Linked DNA regions of Mus musculus: regions 2, 3 and 4 are each linked to region 1. A link is a contact called in public promoter capture Hi-C data. All regions are on one chromosome and are shown on one strand. The core of a region is the stretch at or near the end of the contact, and the rest is flanking DNA. Distances in the headings are between cores, read along the strand shown. Region 1 holds the start of Zkscan2 (zinc finger with KRAB and SCAN domains 2). Region 2 holds the start of Cacng3 (calcium channel, voltage-dependent, gamma subunit 3). Region 3 overlaps Hs3st4 (heparan sulfate (glucosamine) 3-O-sulfotransferase 4). Region 4 overlaps Hs3st4 (heparan sulfate (glucosamine) 3-O-sulfotransferase 4).

Evidence for each region. Promoter capture Hi-C pulls out the DNA fragments that hold promoters and counts their contacts.
Region 2: a contact with region 1 is called in a promoter capture Hi-C map of embryonic stem cells, with 3 times the contacts expected there. The contact joins the promoter of Cacng3 here to the promoter of Zkscan2 in region 1. A contact is called at or near these places in 4 of 39 promoter capture datasets (embryonic stem cells and liver).
Region 3: a promoter capture Hi-C map of second pharyngeal arch cranial neural crest shows a contact between it and region 1, with 3 times the contacts expected there. The contact joins the enhancer-like site here to the promoter of Zkscan2 in region 1. A contact is called at or near these places in 7 of 39 promoter capture datasets (the 3T3-L1 cell line, the HPC-7 cell line, cranial neural crest and 4 more) and 2 of 115 datasets of contacts at active chromatin or transcription factors (astrocytes and stem cell-derived neural progenitor cells).
Region 4: a contact with region 1 is called in a promoter capture Hi-C map of hippocampal neurons, with 3 times the contacts expected there. The contact joins the enhancer-like site here to the promoter of Zkscan2 in region 1. A contact is called at or near these places in 6 of 39 promoter capture datasets (the 3T3-L1 cell line, 3T3-L1-derived adipocytes, hippocampal neurons and 3 more) and 2 of 115 datasets of contacts at active chromatin or transcription factors (embryonic forebrain and forebrain).

Annotation. Positions count from the first base shown.
Region 1 is chr7:123,497,412-123,502,722 of GRCm38.p6, forward strand. Zkscan2 (zinc finger with KRAB and SCAN domains 2) reads right to left here and starts at 3,215. Exons shown (of 7, transcript NM_001081329.2): 1 at 2,158-3,215; 2 at 1,175-1,361. The coding sequence starts at 2,556.
Region 2 is chr7:122,669,155-122,674,465 of GRCm38.p6, forward strand. It overlaps Cacng3 (calcium channel, voltage-dependent, gamma subunit 3), which reads left to right and starts at 2,590. Exons shown (of 4, transcript NM_019430.2): 1 at 2,590-2,830. The coding sequence starts at 2,620.
Region 3 is chr7:124,196,595-124,201,905 of GRCm38.p6, forward strand. All of the region lies in intron 1 of Hs3st4 (heparan sulfate (glucosamine) 3-O-sulfotransferase 4), which reads left to right. Among named protein-coding and RNA genes, the nearest start is that of Gm25759, 53 kb to the left of the region's middle. Within about 2 kb of position 2,722, at least 13 of the 459 cell types and tissues checked have an H3K27ac peak or open chromatin away from gene starts, as enhancers often do. A contact at or near this core is called in second pharyngeal arch cranial neural crest, where this site is marked.
Region 4 is chr7:124,128,962-124,134,272 of GRCm38.p6, forward strand. The region is part of intron 1 of Hs3st4 (heparan sulfate (glucosamine) 3-O-sulfotransferase 4); the gene reads left to right. Among named protein-coding and RNA genes, the nearest start is that of Gm25759, 15 kb to the right of the region's middle. Within about 2 kb of position 2,515, at least 26 of the 459 cell types and tissues checked have an H3K27ac peak or open chromatin away from gene starts, as enhancers often do. A contact at or near this core is called in hippocampal neurons, where this site is marked.

The DNA of each region.
Region 1 (5,311 bases), core at 1,965-4,464:
TTAGGGTTGGATTCAGCAATGGCAGTAGAGCCATTGCGAATATTTCCAATTTTTTGAGTCAGAGTTGAAGTTTAAGAATAATTTTGACAGTTTCGGAGAAAGTAAAAATGGGGGAGCTGGGTTGTGAACTCAGGTCTGTTTGCCTCTTCCAGCCTAAGATCTTAACCTCTAGGTATTAATCCTTGTTTTCATGCTTCTTGCCCAAGATCATAGTCTTGGGGAAGACACGATGTGAATGAAGCCTTCAGATAGGATCCTCCCTCAACTCGCTTCTGGCCTGGGATGAAGCCACACTTCAGGAGATGGACAGGAACCTGGACTGGGAAGGACAGAACATCTCTTTCCCCCATATTTGACTTTCTGTATTCATATGGGCAGATCTGAATGCTGGTTGTCTTAGTATTTTACTGCTGTGAAGAGACACCATGAGCAGGGAAAGTCTTATAAAAGAAAACATTTAATTGGGGCTGGCGTAGAGTTTCAGAGGTTTGGTCCATTATCATCATGGAACCAAGAATGGCAGCGTGCAGGCAGACATGATGCTGGAGAAGAGAGTTCTATATCTGATCTGCGGGCAGTGAGGAGACTGTGTGCCACACTGAGAGTAGCTTAAGCATAGGAAACCTCAAAGCCTGCCCCCCACAGTGGCACACTTCCTCCAGCAAGACCACACCTCCTAACAGTGCCACTCCCTATGGGCCAAGCATTCAAACACATGAGTCTGTGGGCACCACACCTATTCACAACAGCACACTGTCCCTTGTTTGGGAGTCTCACCTTTTATCCCTCTCATACATCATGCTGGGATGCCTGTTCTTATGAGTCAAGTTTTGGAATAAAAATGCCCCGTTTCCATTTCTTAATAGTTTTTCAAGAGCACACATACATATAGCATAACTAAAGACACAAACTGAACATTGAATGGGCATTTTAAAATAACAATAAGATTCAAGGTTTCCCTGGACAATCTAAGTTTGCATAATTTCCATCTTTATGATCCCATTTTATTTTGGTAGTAAATAATTCTGATTCTTGAAATAGATGAAAAATTTACTTCAAATATTCAATTTACTTGTCAAATGGATATTGAAGGGACCTCTACTGAGTGAGCCATAGTGTTAGGGATACAGTATAAACTACACGGTCTCTGACCTGGTGTACTCTGAGTCCTTACCATTCTTAGGTAATGGCCTATGTTCCCTTTTTTGGTTCAGCTGTTCTTGGTGTCCTGAGTGGAGGCTTCCAGCTTCCTCCAGAGAAACAACCCTGTGCTGGGTCTCCAGTTGCTCTGGCTCAAAGTCAGCTACTTCCCACACAGTTCTAGGTGGGGCTTGCTTCTCTGAAGGCAGAGGGCTACTGACCTGCAAAACAAAGTCAACATCAACAAAGAAAATCGGAGGAAAGGAATTGCAGTCCCAACAGAGACGTTAAAGGGCAGGAGAACTGAGGGGGGAGAGGATCTCCACGGACGGAAGCGGGCTCACAGTCATTTGGGAATATGGGAAAAGGAGAGCGCTCTTTATTTGTGTATTTTTTTGAGGGGTCATTACTACAAAGTCCTCTTATATATCAGGTGCACAGAGAACTAATCAGAACACTAGTGAAGTGAAGAATCACAAAATCAACTCCTGAGCACACCCTGTGCAAGGTGAGACTGTAAACCTGTCAGACACTGAGGACTTCACACGGTTAACAAGAGGGCGCTGAGAATAACTACAGACCGGCAAGCAGGGACATAGAAAAATGATGATCTGGCCGTTAAACTGGATGAGCGCGGAGGAGCACGGCACAGAGAGTATTTCACAGGACACCTGCTGGAATGGTAAGGGTTAGGGAGGGCTCTGGAGATCCATGAGATCTCCCTCTCCCACCAAACCCTGTGAGGCATTAGCTATTTAATACTGTCTCTATCGTTTTGGTAGAAACATTATACTGAGGATTAGAACAAACAAACCATACTTTTAGTTTAATTTGCAAGATCATAGTTCAACCAAAATTCTCTCCTCCATTTAGTATGAATTTCAAATCTGCTTTTTGGGGAATTTGGTTTCCGGATCTTTTAAAAGTCCCATTTATTTCTATAATGAGCTCTTCTTCCAGAAATGTAGCCCTGCCCACCTGCCTTTCCCACCACATCCCTTTAAAATCCTCGCTCACCTGCTTTCGAAGTCTTCTGGTCTCTTTCTCCAAATGCACTACTAGGGCCACCGCCTCCTCTCCGCTTTCTGGACATTGCTTCTGCGCCCAGGTCTGAATCTTCTCAGGCAGAATGGTGAGAAACTGTTCGATTACCAGCTGCTCGAGGATCTGTTCCTTGGAACGCATTTCTGGCTTCAGCCACCGACAGCAGAGTTCCCAGAGTTTACTGAAAGCTTCATGGGGTCCTGTCACATCCTCATAACAGAACTGCCTGAAGCATTTACGGAAGGACTCACATTCAGTGCTGCCTGATCTTTCCAGAATGGGCTCCGATACCCACTCGGAGTCCTTTTCCACTTTCATTATGAGGCACTCCTCAACTTCCACGTCGATCTGAGGGTTCATGACAGTAGCCATGATCCAATGGGGCCAACAGGTCTAGCTCCAAGTCAGGGCCCAGAGAAGCTTCCGAGTGCCCTCCACTTAATGCCCTTGGAAATATGGGACCGTAGAGACATAAAAGACAGCAGTTAGCTGGGACAAGGAACTCCAGGCTGATTAATCAAATTTGTACAAGGCTCTTGAAAGGGTGAATGTGCACCCACCCCAAAGTCTGCAAACCCGGCCTCTTATCCAATCAAGATGCGCCCCCTCCCATGAGGTTCTTTAAGGTGCAAGGTCGGAAAGACCTTAGGTTAGAAGCTAGGCTGGAAGGGGACCCAGGGGACTGATGCTGGGCGGAGGCGCCGATCGGGAGGGGGTGTGTCCGCGAGGCGCGGCCAGCCCTGGGGTCCTGGTCCAGGTCCAGGCCGCTGCAGGTGCCCACCAGGGGCGCGAGCGCAGGAATGTCCGGACTCGCAGCGGCGCCTGCAGCGCTCGGGGTTCCTCCGCACGAGGATGCCGAGAACCTCGGCCAGAGGGGAAGAAGCTGCGGGATGAGGCTAGGCCTCGCGGGGGGCGGCGAACGGCTGGCGCGCTGCCCTGTCAGCTCCGCCAGCGCAGAGCGCGGGGGGCGCTGGGAGCCGCGGCCACGCATGCGCCGCTCGCGACCGGGGTCCGTGCGAGGCTTCCTCGCGGGCAAGGAGGGGGGCGGGAAGGCATGCGTGGAGGAATCTCGCGAGAGCGCGCAGCACCGCGACTTGCCGCCGAGGGACTTTAGGAATGAGGGTGAAGGGAAATTCTGGGCGGAGGGACACGCTGAGGTCTGATCCTATTCCTCCAGAGATTGTGAAGCAGGACGCGAGCTAGCGTCCTGCCTCAGGCCAGGCAGACGTTGCGGGAGGCTGGAGTAATTTCTTTAGTGGAAGGGGTGCGCGCGTGTGTGTTGGGGTTGCGGGTGGAGGGACTTCTTTGTGACAACTGGCGGAGGGATTACAGTCAGCATCTGGCTGTGCATGGATTGCTACTGTCTGGGAGCCTTGGTTGGAGCCAGGACTCCTGAGGAAGGATGTGTGGCTAGCTCTGTTCAAATGTATGGTCAGGAGAAGGCTTATTTTCATTTTGGGGAATCTCTTAATTACCCAAGGCTCTGAGGTCTGAGTAGCCAACGGGCTATCTGGGACCTAATAGGACCGGGCCTAGATTCCCCTACTGCTGCAAAACTTCATAGCTAGATGTCTCAGAGCCTGCTGGCTCATAAATGTCTGTCCTGTAAGTGCCTACTTTGTGACAATGTTTTAGGCTCTTGGCATCGTTAGTGGGCAGCACAACTCTTATTCTCAGAGGCAGGTAGCTTATTAGAAAACAGACCAATGACTTATTTCTCAAAGGTTTTGCCATGATTTGGCTAGTTCTAGCATCGAAGCGGCATAGAGAATACCATAAGGATAAATGGCACGGCATAAACTGAAGGAAGGTCAGAACGGAATAATCCGCGGGTGCATCTAGTTAGTATCTGCCACGGGAGAGATGGAGCCAATACACAGCCTGTTTTAATTGCATTTAAAGATAGTATTATTGAGTACTGGTTTCTTACCAGACATGGTGGTAGGTGATAAGCAAAACAAGATCTCCTATCATTAGTAGTTACAAATAAAGTTCTGTATACCTGGGGTGAATCCTTCCAAGAAGAGAAACACATTCAAGATTTGGTTTAGGTAAGAGGTCTGGGTGAATTTCTTGGAAGAAGTAGTACTAAGGATGAGATCCAAAAGACAGACCTCTAGTGGGGATTGAGCAAAGACTGGCCTTCACAAGAATCCCATAGAGAGGATGAGGTTGTCTCTATTTTAGAGTTTAGGGCGCTGAGACCTCAGTAAGGGTGGTGCAAGCGCTAAAGGTGATGGGGAGTCATGGGATGAGAATAGGGTCTTTTATGTACATGGCCCTCTTGTTGGTATTAAGCCAGGTGCACATCTCAGCAGCTCAAGGTCACAAACTTGAAGGCTTGTTGGACTTAGGGAGATTTACCATGAACTGTGTGAAGGAGAGTATAAGATAAGAAGGAGCTGGGTGTGATGGCACATGCTTGTAATCCTAGAACTTTGGAGGTGGTGGAGGCAGCAGGATCAAGAGTTCAGGGTTGTTCTTCACTACAAAGCAAGTTTTGAGGCCAACCTGGGCACACGAGGCCCTGTCTTAAAAAGGTTGCTAGTTAACTATTATGTTTACTTGAGCACCAGTGTTTGTGTCTTGAGAGCAGAAGAGCACATTTGTCAGCAGAGAAGTGAATCCACACACAGGTCAATAAATGCAAGCTGGAGACATCAGAGAGTGGTAATTTTCTTAAGACTCACTAGGGAATGGTAGGTTCTATTTCTCCTTGTAGGTGCAGCCATTAGTCTAGTCTCTTGCTGCTAGACTGGGAAAATGGATCAAGACTTACCAGATCAGGCTAATTAAAGGAGGCTGGCTAGCAGTGGTATAATCACACTTTGGAATAACTGGGAAACACATCCATTCTACACACTAGGATGTTAGCTTAATGAAATATGAAATAGGATGTAAAATAATTTTTGAGATAATCTGGCTCTGTAGCCAGCTGGCCTTGGCTTGTAATCTTTCTGCCTCTACTACTGGAATTCTGGGGTTATAGGTACCCGTAACCATGCCTGCTTGGAAGTGCTCCTCCCTTTTGTCTCGGGCTTGGTACAGGAGTTTGTCAAGGGAGGTACGTGGCAAATTTCCATTTGTTCCTGGTCTAGAAATTGCTCTCTTAAGATCTTGCTTCAGA
Region 2 (5,311 bases), core at 1,340-3,839, 830 kb before region 1:
GGCCTTGAACTGTTCTTCCTGCTCCTTACAGGAAGGCTCATGTATCTTTCCCCCATTGCCTTCCATGTGTTTCTAGTCTTGTTAGTTATGGTTTTGGCCCTAAAAATGCATTTCATTTTGTTATATGTTAAATTGTCAGTATAAATGTGACATACATATATACAACTCAATGCATATAAACAGACAAATCCACACTGTACCTGCATATTCGCACACACACACATACATACATACATACAGCTGTGTATTTATATAAAGCACGATCACATGACCCTACAAACTGCACCATGTGTGTGTACACATATACTCACATATCTACTTTATGTCTGCAACAAATTCATAGGCATTCAGAAATCATGACAAAATTGACCATAGTACTCATTTAGACATAAACACAACTATACAAATAAGCCTATATGTGCACGCATATGTATATATAACACCAAGAACCAAATCTTCAAATGACATTAACATAAAAATAAAAATATCAAAGTAACAAAAAGGTTGTGAGCCAAGTCTGAGACTTCTTCAGTATATTGCCCCTACTCAGTTACCTGAATAGAAGCTCTCATACAGCCAGAAATGGCATCCTGGGGAATGGAGATGTCTGTGATCCCCTTCCATTATATGTTTGTCCAGTTAAATAACACTCAACTATGACAGCTGGTTGTGGGCACATCTCATGGGTTGTAGAAATAGCGCATGCAGCCTCAATTCCAAGCATCCAAATGGGTGTTACTACCTGTCAGCCCACAAGAAAATAATTGGTCAGAGCAATTCGGTGGAATGCCTGAAGTCAACTTAGTGTGTGTCCTTATCTATATGCTAGAACATATGGAACCGGGAAGCTGGTCTGTGCCAGTTCTTTTCAGCATTTGCTATTTCTGAGGGAAAGAACTCACAGGTGTGTGATGACATTTGTGCTTTGGGCAAGCAAGGAGCCCAGACCTAATTACACCTGCATCCTGGTCTGACTTAGAAGATGTTAACAAATGAACAGCACCAGGGCCTTTGGAGAGAAGCTGACGTTTTCAATGCTCTCTCATCCTGAATTCACCACCCCCTCAAATGTAAAAGTGTGAAAATATTTAAGAAGTGTATTCAGAAATCAAACCTTTACATCCCTTCATCCAAGGTCCCTGATATGTAAACAACAGTTTAGGTACATTTAGTTCCTTCAGCCCTTTAGAGGTATATATGTTCACATATACATATGAATGGTTCTGGGTCTGATGTAAGCACACTGTCTCCTGTGTAAATCTGAGCTCCGGAGACAGGAGGGTAGACATATTGGTTTGTTTTCTGAGGAATGAAATTGAGACAAATACACATAGACAACATTTTGCCCACCCAAGTGAGCCACCAGTCAGTCTCCCATCCCTTTAAAAAGATTAGATCTTTCCCGGCTTCTGTCTCCCTAGTGGACTCCTGCAGCAAAGAGCAAAGTTGCCTGGCTCATTGGGCTCAGGGATGAGGAGGAGGGTTGATTAGAGAATGCTGCGTGGGGTGGGCTCTGAGATAACGCGCGCGCCAGAGTGCGCTGTGGGCCCTTGTCCTTAACCCTTCCCTCTGAGGAGCCGGATCCGCCGTACTGCAGTGCCCTGAAGCCCTGATGCTGATTGCCCTGGGCTCCCGAAACTTTGCTTGGTTGTGGGCTTGAGTACGCAGAGCTGAGCTGGCTGGCTGGCTCTAGGAACGCACTAGGAGAGTGTTAGGGAAGGGACCCTTCAGCACCCGGAGTTCCTAGACTAGGACCACGAGGAACGGTGCAGCGGCAAGGGGAGCTGTCCCTTCAGCACCACGGACCTCCAACGACCCGGCCTTGAGAAGTGGGAGGCTGGGCAACAGGAGAGGAGCTGTCCGCTCAGCACCACGGACCTCAGCTCTCCGACGCAAGTGGCCGGCCCCCGCCCCAGGACTCTCCCTTTTCTCCAGTTTGCGCGGGGGTGTGGAGAGCAGGCGGAGAGCTTTCCTGGGAGGCTGGGGAAGCAGTGAACACTCTTCTCAGCGACTCGCCTCCCAGCAGAGCTATTTTTTGCCATCCGCCCTCACCCCCAGCACACGCGCTCGCACACACGCACGCACGCGCGCACACACACACAAACACACACTCACACACACATACACACGCACACACACACATACACACGTACACACACACTCACACACACGCGCGCACACACGCACACACGCTCACACGCTCACACACCAGACCTCTCTGGGTTTCTTTTGCCTTGAGTCTCTCGGGGCTGTGAGAAACCAGGCGCATCTCAAACCAAGCTGGCAGCTCCAAGCTCCGAAGCCATGCCCTGCACAAACGCTAGTCCTCACCAAGCTCCTGAGGAATGAAAGCAACCCAGGAATCCTCTGACCGCGGCAGTGATGTGGACCAACCCCCTGGAGCCCGCACCCTCCCGAGGGCCATAGAGGACTCGGGGAACTGGAGAGAGCCCAAGACAGGAAATCCCAGCTTTCCCAAAGTCCCCGTGGATGCTGACAAAAGGAGATCTGGATTTTTGGAAGAGGCCGTCCTAGGTTACCCAGCTGCAGAGTGATTCTCCCGTCTGTCACTGAATCTACCCCTCCAACCCCCAGCCGTTCAGAGTACCATGAAGAATTATGAGGATGTGTGACAGAGGTATCCAGATGTTGATCACTACTGTAGGAGCCTTCGCAGCTTTTAGTTTAATGACCATTGCAGTGGGCACGGACTACTGGCTATATTCCAGAGGTGTGTGCAGGACTAAATCTACAAGTGACAATGAAACCAGCAGGAAGAATGAAGAAGTAATGACCCACTCCGGGTTGTGGAGGACCTGCTGCTTGGAAGGTACTTACAAATTCCTCTCACTGGCTCTGAATGATCTGCTTCTAATGTCCTGACATGTGTTGGGGGGGAAATAGAGGCAATGGAGGGGAAGAAAAATAGTTTTAATTGTTGTTGGAAATATGTGAGGGTCCAGACTATGCTTCCACGGAGCCTGGTGCTGTGTGGATGGAAGGGTTGGGTCTTGTTGATTGGTTTTGGTCTATGCCAAATGTGATGTGATTTTGTAACGCTCTTAAACACCTTCTGCAGTTGAGAAAGCCTCTAATCCCGAGTCTCTAAGCATGTTGTGCACTGCTTGGATTTCTGTCTATAGAAGGAGACTTTGGATTTGTTTAATTACATTTTGGTGAATGGGGATTATTAAGGAATGGAAGCAGAGAAGACAGGAAGGTGCTGAGGGACTGATCTAACCTGGAGCACTCTGATCTGGTTTTTTATCTTTTAATCAATAAAAGCTTACCAGCCTCTTCTGAGTTTGGTCCAACTAGACATTGTCATGAACTCCCTTTGTTAACTTATACTAGGGAACAATATGTAAGCCCTAATCCCCACACCCTCACATCTAAAGAAAATGTCTTTATGAATAAGTGTTTCATTATTTAGGCTCAAAATAAAACTGAAGTCTTGGTGTTTGCTCTCCACCTGACTTCATTCATAAATCACGCCCATCACCAGCAAATGTATTTCCTTGACATTTAGATAAGACTGACTCTGAGAATTGCATCTCATTGCTTCTAATTTTAAAAATTAGAGGATTTGCTCTAAATTATAATGAGGTGGGCAGGCCATTTTAGAATGTGGAGCTCTTAGGTAGCCTATGTCACTACTAAACTTGCTTCACCACTTGAAGAGTGACTGTCAGTTTCAGTGGACAATACCTGGGTATCACAAGGAGTGAAAAAATAATGAAGAAAATCAAAGCTTTGTGAACCTGCTACCTAAGGGAGCCACTAGATTAAAGGGCCACTAAGAAGGGATTTTGTCTGCTTGGTTGATTTTTGCTGTTTCTCTGGCTTCCAGGAAGTCAGTGAAGTTTATCACAGTGATAGTCAGGAAAATACAGGCTTCCTCCCCTCCCCTCGATCTCCCTTGGTTCCTCCCCCTGCATTCCCTGTGGCATTTCTCAGGGTTTCTTGGGAACTCGCATTTATGTAAATGACTTGGGAACTAATGCTATGACATCACTTGCTAGTGTAATATTGCATCATTCTCTGGCCTCCTTCCCACGTCCTGACGCTCTGAACTCTCCTGCCTATAGCGCCACTACAGTTGATTCTGTTTCCAACACAGATTTGCAACTGGTGGGAAACCCAGGAGGGAAAGGGCTACTTCATGTGAAGTCAGAAAACACCAAGTACTGCTGCAAATGGTCTCTATACTCTTAGCTAAGAGATTTGTCCCTTTTAACTCTCAGTTAACCCAAGAAATGACTGATTCAGAATCAATAGTCTTGAGTTAGAACTACTGAAGCGTACACTGCAGCCAGTAAACTGACAGAAATTCTAAAATGTGGTTATTTCTGACCATTTGCAGTCGGCTAGCATGAGGTCATTCACCTTGGAGAATTTCCACCATTCCCTTTGCTGTGTTGGCAATTATGAATCGAATCAGTTTTGCAATGCTGTGATTGGTATATATGACGATGCCTACATAAGTGGCATTAAAAAAAAAAACCCGGGTTCTTCCCCAGCTAAAAGCCATACAGAAGTACATCAGGTTTATAGTCATTTTGCCCCTTGGAAATATTCTGGAAATGTAAAATTAAACAGTGATACTGACATTCTTCACCCTGCCTCATTTATTTAAATGTCTGTCAGGATAAAATCAGGGCCTACATTTCCTGAACCTTTCTTCAAACCTGCATAAAGAGCATTTCCTCCTCTCTTCGACATGCTGCTCTAGGCCTACAGTTCATGCCTGGGACCAAAGCCCCAACTGAGTGTTCCATGGCTTCAGTCGGGTAACTGAGAAAGGAGATTGGGGAAGAATTAGAAGGACTGGAGATGTGTTCTTGGGCTAGTCAGTTCTTTTGAGAAAACTTGTTGGAGCCTTCTTATAGTTTTTCTCAGCTAAGTCTCATGTTCTAAAGCATTCCATTCGGAAAGATACATAAACCATTATGAACCGGAAAAGTTTTTACCATCTAGATGGGCCTGGCGAAAATTTGAAGCCAAGATTCTTCTTAATGGATTGAACACATCGGGTGCTCAAGAAATTTGCAGGAACCTCTGTTTTCTGCATGGTAAGACACATGCAACAGACAGCATATATTCTAGGATCTCCATCCTCTGTAAGGATGAAGATAGATAGCCATTTCTATTCACTAGCTCCTGTCTGTCTCAGAACAGCAACATTCTCATCTTCTGGTTTTCTAAACATCAAAGAACCTATGTAAGGAGTATTTTAAATTATTTTTTTCTTACACATCATTTAGAAGAGTTCTTTTTTCATACTTTAAGAGCCATGAGACAATGTGAATAT
Region 3 (5,311 bases), core at 1,472-3,971, 700 kb after region 1:
AGGGTTATAGTACTTGTAAATGTTCCCCCCCACACACACCTTGAAATTAATGTAGAGTTAGCATTGTAAGAGGGGGGCAGACTTTTGATTTCTCCTTGAGCCTTTTGGGGTGACAGCTCTAGAATGTTCCTGGCTATATCTTCAGTCATCAGAGCGGGTTTCACGACTTTATTGCCAAAGCCATAGCTGAGTGTTTATGGCCGAGTGATAAATCCCTAGAATGCGGATTTCTTACTGGAAGTGCTGACTCAATCTTAACTTTCACACTGCAAATGGTGCCACAATAAAATGTATATATCAAAGTTGTGGTGACTATAAAGGTCTTTTAAAATCGAGTTGACATTGCAGTATGTTTGCTTGAGATAAGGTGAGGATTTATGTTCATAAATAGAATTGTTGAGCCTGAGGAGCATAATTGGTGACTTGGGGTGTTGAGATTTGGGCATCTTTTGTCCTTGATCCTCAGTAAAATTTGCTTTTCTTCTGTGGGAGGCAGTCTTACTTTTCAGATCTCAGCTTGTCTGTGTGCACAGATAGAGATATCATCTTGAGACCCCTTATAAGTTTTCCTGTGAAATACTTTCCAAGTCAGTTTAATCCAACAAACTATGGTGGATGTTTTTTGTTTGTTTGTTTTGGCACATTTTTTTTTCATTACTCTCTATGTTGGATGCCTTACTATGTGGCCAGAATATAAACTCAACTAGAATCATTAGAGTTAATTTATAGTCTAGTCTTTGAGAGAGACTTTTTACTCATTCTCTGTTTACAGGTTCCTTACTTCATGTCTGCCCATAATGCCAGGGTGCTCAGAGGAAGCAATGGTCATGAGAAGTTTCTTGCTCTCAAGGGACTTCCACTGATTAAAGACAGGCAAATAAGAAAGATATCATGAAATAAGTACTGGAATTGGAGTGTTTTTTTTCTTTCTTCATAATTGCTCCAAGAAGTATTCATTTCTTTCTACAAAAATCAAGAAGAGTGAATAGAAGGAAGTTATTAGATCTGCATACTGATACCTATGGCAATAACCCCAACTATGGTTTCCCTCTCAATGTGTTAACTATTTGTGGTCAACAATGGTGTGGAAATTTTCAGAAATAAACAAGTTATCATTTCAAATTCCACATTCCTCTAAGTGCACCACAGACTCTGTGTCCACTCTTGGGTCATCCTGCTTAGATGTGAATCATTCAGTTGCCCATAGTGTCCATTGTGCCTATATGACCCTTCTGTTAGTCACTCAAGTGTTAGAACTATCCACAGTGTGGGGCATCAGCTGTGGATAAATCGGAGACTACTATTATTTACAGATAAAATCCTTGGAGATATGAAAAACCAAGACCCATTGAGGGCCATTGTGGCTGGAATCTAGGCAATGTGTATGGAAATTGCACCACAATTAAATAAATTACTAATGAACTACCAGACCCCAAGTCATAGAGAAAGTGTGGGAGGCCTGTCTTAATGAAGGGTTATACTTAAAATAGGAGAGGTGGGTATAATTAGGGCCACAGTAGTTGTCTGGGAAGATTGATAGCTGGGGCCTGGTTTTAGGAGCACTCAGAAAGGGGGCTGGGGAAGGATGATGCAGACATGGGGATGCAGAGAGTGAGTTGGCAGGTTTCAAGCCTATTACGTGTTTTTTTCCAAATGAAAATCCATATTGTCTTTGGCCTTATACAGATTTCTTTTGGAACTTATGGCTATCTCCCTGACCTGTGTTCTGACAGGTTTCATCACAGGGAGACTATAAGTATCCCTGAAGAATCTGTAGTGACCCAGAGCCTCGGCCACCTGCTGTAGCCACGTAGCGTGAGACAAAAAGTTGGATATCAGCAGAGCATCCTGGAGGAGGACCCAGAGATATCCTTATCCCAACAGTCAATATTTACACTCCTCAAAGTGCTTGATTAAGATTGCTCCGTTGGCACACAGCCCCTTGAAACACACACACTGGGTACATGTTCTGCATTGCAAAGTGCGCATTTTTAATATCGATCTCTCAAAATCCAACAGGCCTCATTGATTTCCACAGGACCTGGAAGAAAGACTGTGATAAACCAAAGACTCTTACAGCTTCATCAGCCTGAGAACATGACTTATTTTCCTCTCCCTTGAACTTCTCCTGGCTTTCTGGGAAGATAACTTATTTTTATTTCTCTCTTTATTTCTTTATTTTTGAATCAGCCTGTATTAAACTCCTATAAATAACCCCTGAGACACACGAAACAGATTCATTTAATTTTCCTTTAGTTATCCTAAGTCGGAACAGATGTGTGTCTGTGATAGAAAAGGGGAGGGGAGGATGAATCATAGGTGCGGGGAGGGAGATGAGCTGCCTGCTGGCATCTGAGGCAGAATATCTGATTTTTGGAGGTTGGCAGTCAGCGCAAGCCCATTCTGGCAGCATCAAAGCTTGGACCTAATGACATATGCCAGAGCTGAGTCCCTTAGGAAGCTCAGATTCCAACTAGCCAGCCAAGTTTATAGAATGATGTGTTCTTAAGCTTCTTCTGTCCATGGTGCTGAACAGTTGCTTGGGTCATTTAATGATGTTTATTTTCTTATATTACTAAAAGATATGGTGATGGAGCAGGTAGATGAGAGGCTGGAAACTTATCTGTGGGAGTTTCACTGAACATCTGTTTCTTGTCCAGGGCTTACTTAGAATCTTGGGCTGTGAGAGACACGCAGCAGATATTCAAGGACAAGGCATCTCTTTCTAGCTTGAGAGCAGGTGCTCTTTGCATTGCTGACTAGGAGTTGCTAAGTGTTACATTGCAGGGTGTGCTATCATGAGGCTTTTTGGGACATCAAGAATGAGCCAGCTTAGGGAGAAGTCTTCAAGTTTAAGCTCAGGAAGGAAAGGGGGCCAGGATCCTCATCCGGCCTGGCATGATACAGTATAATGCTCAGTAGAAAGAGCAAGCAGAATGAAAAAATAAAAGTGGTTACATCAAACCTTCCAGGATCCTAGCAGGGATTGCCAGAGCCCATAAGATCCAGAAAGATGTCATAGTCCAGCCACCTGCTCCTGGAGATTGGATCGAGTTTTGAGGCAAGAACTAGAGGAGTCCTATAGAAGTAGATTCCCAGGGGCCCTAGACCACTATGAATAGATTGGCATAAGTTGCTTATCAACTTAATAATCACTGGGAAACTCCTAATTGAGACTCAATGTATTTATGCCCCCTCCATATATCATCTAATTTTCCAACACTACTGGCTATCCTGCATCCCAGACTTCTTAGAATAAAGGTTCAGAATTAGACAAGGTGCCTTGCCTCCTTTGGCAGGGTCAAGTAGCTTGGGAAGATCAGTGCAGTTCAGATATCAAGATTACAGATAACCACTGCTATGGAAGCACAAGTCAGTCACAGCTGATGTAACAGTAGTCTTTTAACTTTGTTACCATGCAGCACCAAGATGCCAGGCCATCACTGAAGAACTCTTGAATCTTCGCAGTCCTATCCATGAAAAGGGATTTCATGTGGGTAAAGGCATTCAAACCCTGTGAAGTATTTTGGATGTGGCTTATAGTTTAGAAGCATAGGGTGTTGTGTAGGTGCCAGCATGCTCTGCTAAAGGTCAGATAATAAATTCTCCAGGGCTTGCAGGTTTGAGGTGTCTGTTGCAGCTCCTGAGTTCAGCTGTTTTTATATAAAAACAGATTCCATGAGGAGGGCATGGGTGGGAGTGGGTAGTTTTGCTAGTGAACTCCCATTTCCAGGATTGGCCTGCAGGATGTATCCTACCATGCTGTTGAACAGTGTTCTAAGAGTTTTACCAAGAAGATTCTATCAGAGGTCCAAAAGCCCAGGGCAGAAGAAAGACACATCCTATGCCATAAATGTAGCTTTATTTAATTCCATTGCAAATGACCAACAGTGCCCAGTCTGAATGGAGAATACAGCAAAAATAATTACAGGGAGCTGAATGCCTGGCACTACTGGCCTCTTTAGTAATGAAGTTGTAAGGGCCAGCAAACAACACCATGGCTGCAGCTTCATATTGAGAAATGTGAAGGTATTCCTTGAAAGATTCAGAAATCATAGAATGAATCTCTCTGAGGCAGAGTCCCCAAGATAAATGTTACCAGTTAAAGACAGTTGTCAATTCGCTGGTAATACTCTGCCTGATCAGACTATAAAGAATCAGGAAAGCAGTCCCTGAGAAAATGTCTGCTTTTTCCTGTTCATCAGGAGCAGCATAGAGAGGATGGGGCAAATAGAGTTATTTGTAGTTGATTTTAAAGGAGTAGAGAGATGGAGTAAAGATCTCAGGGTTCGAGCTTCATGGCTGGCACAGGGTCATCTAACCTGCTGGAGAACACTAGGATTTTTCGCCTCCCTTTCTTCACCTCACACTTTCCAGGCTCTGGCAGAATGCAGCGAGAGGTGGGTTTTACTTACCCTTACTTTCTCCAACATCTCCAAATTTTGATCAAGTGAGAGATGAAAAGATAATGTGAGCTCTGACCCAGAGTAGCCAGGGCATGAACAATAAAGATAGAGCCTCAGAATAGCCCCCCAAAGAAACTGGATAGAGCAGAGGCTCTGTGTTGGCTGCAGATTGTGAATGCCTCAAGGTCGTTCAGTAGAGAACATACCAGGTGAACAAAGGAAAAGCTCATCTTATTCTTGCTATTTGGCTCAGGAGCAGGCTGGCATGAATAGAGATAGCCATACTTAGGGGATGTCCATGGTTCACGGTAGAACTTTACCTGATCCGATCTATGCCAATATTCTTGTGTCTTATCCCACTGTTCCCTTGATCTCTCATGAATCATCAGTGAGGTTCTCCCCTGCCTTCCCCCTTGGGTATTTAGTGGGTTCATCCCTCATCCCCTTTGCCATGTTTCTTTGAGATCATTTCTTATTTCTTTTAATGCCAAGTTTAAAAGGAGGCTTAGCTGGTACACTGTCCCCATTCCATAAATCACACCTTCTGCCAGAGCCTCTCAAGCTCCCCTGCTCATTTACCACTTCCCTCTTTAGAATATCAGCTCCAGCACAGAGAGAGGGGCCAGGTCTGCTTTTCTATAGTGCTGTGCCTACACATCTGGTTGAGCAGTGTTGGCTGGTGGTGAAGATGTAATCATACAACGCCTTTGGCTACCTCTGAACTAGTGCTGAGCCTAACTATCTAGAGAAATGCAACAATTGTATCTGGCAGGGACTGGAGAGCATGGATAGATGACATATTTCTTTAGCCAGAATAGGTTGGCTTCTACTAAGAGATAGTTCTATTTTCAGGTTATAAAGAGGAGCCAAAATATTGTCCTTTCCCAGGTCAGCATCACAAGGTG
Region 4 (5,311 bases), core at 1,265-3,764, 630 kb after region 1:
TTCTTGGGCATGATTCTAGCTTTCCATTTTTTTCCAGGGTATCTGGAGAAGTCTAACTCAGCGAGGTTATTCTTCAGCATGTATCATTGGGTGCCTTATTGCTTGCCCAAGAAGAGGGTCAAACCCCTTAGGGGATTCTTTTTGTTTTAATCCCAGGGAAGAGTGGGTGTTGCCACTAAAGAATTCTGTTTCGTGGATTTGCTGTCCCAACCACTAGGTGTCACTATTCTACATAAATAAAACAGGAAAGACTTGGCCTTGGCACTGTGAAATTAAGTCTTTGGTTGGGGGATCTAGCAGGTTGAGGAACCCACTCATTCTGAAGTGTCAGGTAACAGCAAGCACTGTGCTCTCAAGCCTAGCTAGAGTGCAGGAATAGCCTGCATTAAAAGGCTCTGAAGTCCAACTATCAGACATGTAAATCCAGCTTCTGTCTATATCTGCATTGGTATTGATCCTTTTAAATAGTCTTTAAAGATTAACCTCTCAGAACAGACCTAATGTACTATAGAATGCAGGGAACAGATCACTTCATTATTAATATAGCTGTTTGGGAAGAAATATCTGATAGGATCAGGGCATCACATAAAACCTCACAAAAGAAAACCTCTTCCCTTTCTACAGGTGACCCTCTGTCTGGCAGAGAAATCATACATTGCCACTCAGAGGCAAATAATGAGATTGTTACTCTATTCTCTCCCCATTTTTTTAAAAAAAGAATTTTTGAATAGTTGTATCCGTTTAGGAGAATCTGCTGTGCTTCCTCAGCTAGGCATGAGGACAGATTAACAGGCAAAGGCAAGCGACCCTGCACCCTCTGGCAGCCAGCAGTTTCAGTAAGTCGGTGAGCTCTGTCCTTCTACCTCTGTTACAAAGAAGCAGTTTCTGAAGCATGGCGCTGCGTTCCAGTGTTTATACAAATTCAGGGGCCTTGCTGACCAGCATATACAGCCCTGCAGTGTTTACTGTGTGATAAAGTGTTAAATGGGAGTCTAGTCAACCACACGAGGGTCTGGATAGGCTGTCCTGCCTTTGACATGCTCCTTCTGGGGGAACATCTAATTTTCTAGGCAAGGGTATGGCCACAAAAGCCAGAAAGCATCTACTTTGATGGAATTGCACTGGACTCTTTTAAGGCGGATTCAATCCCCTACATAAAGACCAACACTAATGGTTTTAAAGCAGAAAGTACAGGCAGAGATGAGACTGTCTGATTAACAGTTCCACCATACAGCATCTCTGTGCTGTGACCCCACGGTGGGTTCAGATTGATCCGCTGAGTAACACTATGCACACTGATCAATGCAAACCTACACATTATTTTCAGTTCTTTTCTCTTACAACATGGCAGGGCATCTTTGACCATCTGCTCATGCCTGATAGCACACTGGTACGTAACAGAGACTGTAGAGGTCAGGTGCCTGCCTCCCTTCCTTTAAATTCCTCTGACACAAATGTCCTGAAAAGGGTTTTTGAGAAACCAGTTGTTACACATATCTGGCAGAAAGCTTTGGTTATTGCTGTAGAAATTTCAGTGGGCTCAAGATTCTCTCTGACTATTTCAAAAAGAGGCCAGTTGTAATCCACACAGTGTGGACCTGTGGAATCAGGCTAGAATCTTGACAGTTTGTAGGATTTTTGTTTTGTTTTGTTTTTGTTTTGTTTGTTTTTAAAGCAATAACAAATAGATTGTTGGTCACTATGTAACTTCCTAGCAGCCTAGGGTTCTCATGTTATCAGGTTCTATCATATGATAATGGTAAAAATAATGTAATATCAGTTTTTTTTTGGAATAGAAAAAAAGTTTTTTTCCATAAAGGGCATTTTGAAATGGGTCATTAACTCATTTTATTAGTACATTAATGCTTTGAGTGCTGTAAAGAAATAATGTATCAACCTACTAGGGCTACCATTGATGCAATAAAGAGTAGCACCCAGTGTAAACTGTCACTCATCTCCCCAGCTTGGCTTAAATAAATAACACGAAACCTTTGTGGTTGCGAGCTGCACCCAAATATTTGTACATGGTTGAATTTGTGCCGGATTCAGTTCATGAGCCATTTGTGGTCAAGTAGGATTTGAGTGGGGGGTGGGGTGGGGAGCAGCAATCATAATTAGCCAAATAAACTTTGTATTTAATTCTCATAATGTTTAATCCTTCAGCCAAATTCCAAACTAGGGTCAATGTCATATAGCCTCTTGTGTTCCAAGCAGGGTCTAAATCATCATCTAGTCTATGAGTTTCCTATGTAGGTGGAATAATATAGATTAAGACATGCATCAGTGGGTGGCGTGGGGAATATTTATTCAATATGCTTGTCCTGTTCTTATAAGCAAAAATGTGGTCCTCAATTCAGAGCTGTGACGAAGGGGACAGGATTACTGGTGGGTAAGCATCCTAAAGACATTCTGATGAAGGCTAGTAATCAGTACAAATTGTAACAGCCGTAGAAGGCGTTGCTCTGCAGATGGCTTTATTCTTGAGCACTCAGAACCATCTGGCACTTTGGGGCTGAGCCCAGCTCCACCGCGGCAAGAACCCATATTTGCTCTGCATTGGCACAGACTCCAGAGTCAATGGCTCCTTGACATTTTGGACTCTCCGTCATATGGCAAGTCCAGCTGCAGAGCCTGCTCTTTCCACCGTGCAGGGAAGTGGCTCAGATGAGGTTGCCTTTTGTTGAAGAAAAGGTCACCTCAGGGAGTCTGGAAGCCTTGGCTTAGATTTGTAAATTACACAAGGCACTGTGGACCATTTCTGGTAGATTTAGCGAAGTACTTGCAGTATTGAGGAATATAAGCATTTTACACGCAAAGATCTGAGCTTATGTTAATATATTGGGCAATTACTGATACGTTCAAACAGCAGAGGCTTTCTTCAATCTGCTTCTTTTTTTTTTTTTAACTTATAATAAGCCTTAATCAACACTAGAGCTGGGCAGATATCTACCCTCTAAGCTATTAGAATCTATAACCCCAAATTATAATTCACCATGTTCCATCTGGGCCGCTCTTAACTTCAATTGGCCAGTTCTCATGGCTATGCTTTACGATTTTCCTCTAACCCATGGCATCTTCCTTCTTGCCTTCTCTTTCTCCTCATGATTCTCCTCAGTACTCAAGCCAGGGAACCTCAAACCCTGCCTATCTCAATTCTGCTCAGCTATAGGCTGTAGGCATCTTTATTCCCGAATCAGGGATAACTGGGGGGGGGGGGGGTGGCAAGGTCACATAGTGTCACTTGGGTCTATGTGCAGATTCTCTAGTCCTTGGGAGCAATCAGGTCTTAGGGGCCAATATTTTACAATATAGCAAAAGACCAAACTTCAACCCAGACTCATACAACTTAAAGCTCTTACCCCCGTGCCAAGCTTTATTAGGTCCATTCCACATCATCACAGCCCAGACTTAGCAGGGGAAGTTCCAGGGCCATCAACACTGCTCTTCATATCTCTTATCTTATAATATCTTGTATAGATTTAGACTATCTGAAGGATCACACTATACTGTGCTTTTTTTTTTCTTTCTACTGAAAGACTGTGATATTTCTGAAGTAAGCAAACTGTGTGTTCACTTTTCTTCCTAGAATCCAGGACTTGAGGTAGATATCTTAGGTATTCAGTAGATTAACTGATTAATCCTGATGCTTTCTTTGGGTTTGTGCATCATAAGAAAGCCAATCGACTATGGTTTCAAGACTGGGATTCTAGAAATGAGCATTTTTATTTATCTATGTTTATTACAATGCGTGGAGATGAGCATCCTTTTAGGACTATTTGACCATGTTGATACAGTCTTCCTGCTACTCTTTCCCAGGTGAATCAGCAACTTGAAAGTGTTTTGGCTCCAGTGGTTCCTAAGTCATGTGATTTTTGAGCTAGATATTATTCTAGATGTTATTCTCTGAAACTTCAATTTCTTCACCTCTAAAATAGGGTAATAATACCTAATCTTCTCTGAGGTAGTGTACTTTATGAAATTAACATATAAAGAGAGAACACTGTGACTAATATTCTAAACCACTTACCAGGTCTTGAGAAGAAGGCTGCTCCTGCCTACTACCTCTGCAGCATAAGTTTCACTAATCTCTCCCTGAGACCACTTTCTTCCTGGAAAACAGGACATCATTCCAGTTATCCACTGCTGTCTATGATCTATCCTTAGAGGGCTGAAATGACCCTTCATGATTTCCCACAGTTCTACATTTTGACTCAGCACGACAAGTCTCCTTTGCGGTTTCTTAGGCAGTACCCATGGCAACCTCTGGAGGCTGGAGACTAACTCGTGCTGTTGGGAATAGACCTTCTGCTGGGAGCTGTTCATTGGAGACCCCCCAGGAACTTTCTCCATATTCTCATAGCTAGGTGGTCTTTGCCATATGTCATTTTCATAGGAGAAAGCTTGAAGGAAGTTGTACTGTATATGAGCCAACCCTTAAACGTCCACACCATCCTGTTGGTCAGAGCTGCATCTGGGGCCAGTTGGGTGTGAATACTGTGAGGTGTGGTTCCTGGTAGGGAACACTGTTAGAGGCTGTGTTCTGAGACTGGTTAATTCCACCAGCTCAGCTTCTTTCAGATAGCGTGTGGGGATCTGTCTTATGATTATCTATATTTAATAACCCCAATCAGGTTCATCCTTGCCGTCATGGCTGTTAATGGATTCGGTTACTCATATGGCAGCCTGCAGCAGTGGCATGCACAAGTATCTGATTATCATGCGAATCTTGAACTGCATTGCCATCCCAAGAAAGTGACTATTCAGTGCAAGGTGATCGCCTTGACATGGCTTGATCCTCACTTTAATGGGTTTTGAATAGGCCTTCTCAAGCTGGCCCAGGCTTCTGGAGTCTATATCAGGCATTCTTGAAGCAGTCGACAGTAGTTTGCTTCAGTGTGAATGTTCCGTTACTACAGATGAGTTAGATTAACAGCTCCCAACTGTCAAACACGTAAGGCAGATTTCCATATATTTAGTTTTAAAATCCCTCAGTGAATGCATGTTTATCAAAAAATTTAAATGACATAGAAATGTTAAATCAGAAAGGCCCATCACCTACCCATGCTAGTTCATTACCATTCTCCTGGGGTATCTATCTACATTTTTAACGCTTGGGTCTCCATCTTCTGATACTGTTTTCTATGCTTCTTCACATTATGTTTATGGGCTTGCTACTTGTTAAGCAAAATTGGGATCATTCATTCATCTGGAAATTCATTTCTGTTCACTCAGAAATTATTTACTGAGAACCAGTATGCTTAAGACCTTACATTTCAAAAGTAACACATCTTTTGAAAATGGTTTCTTTTAT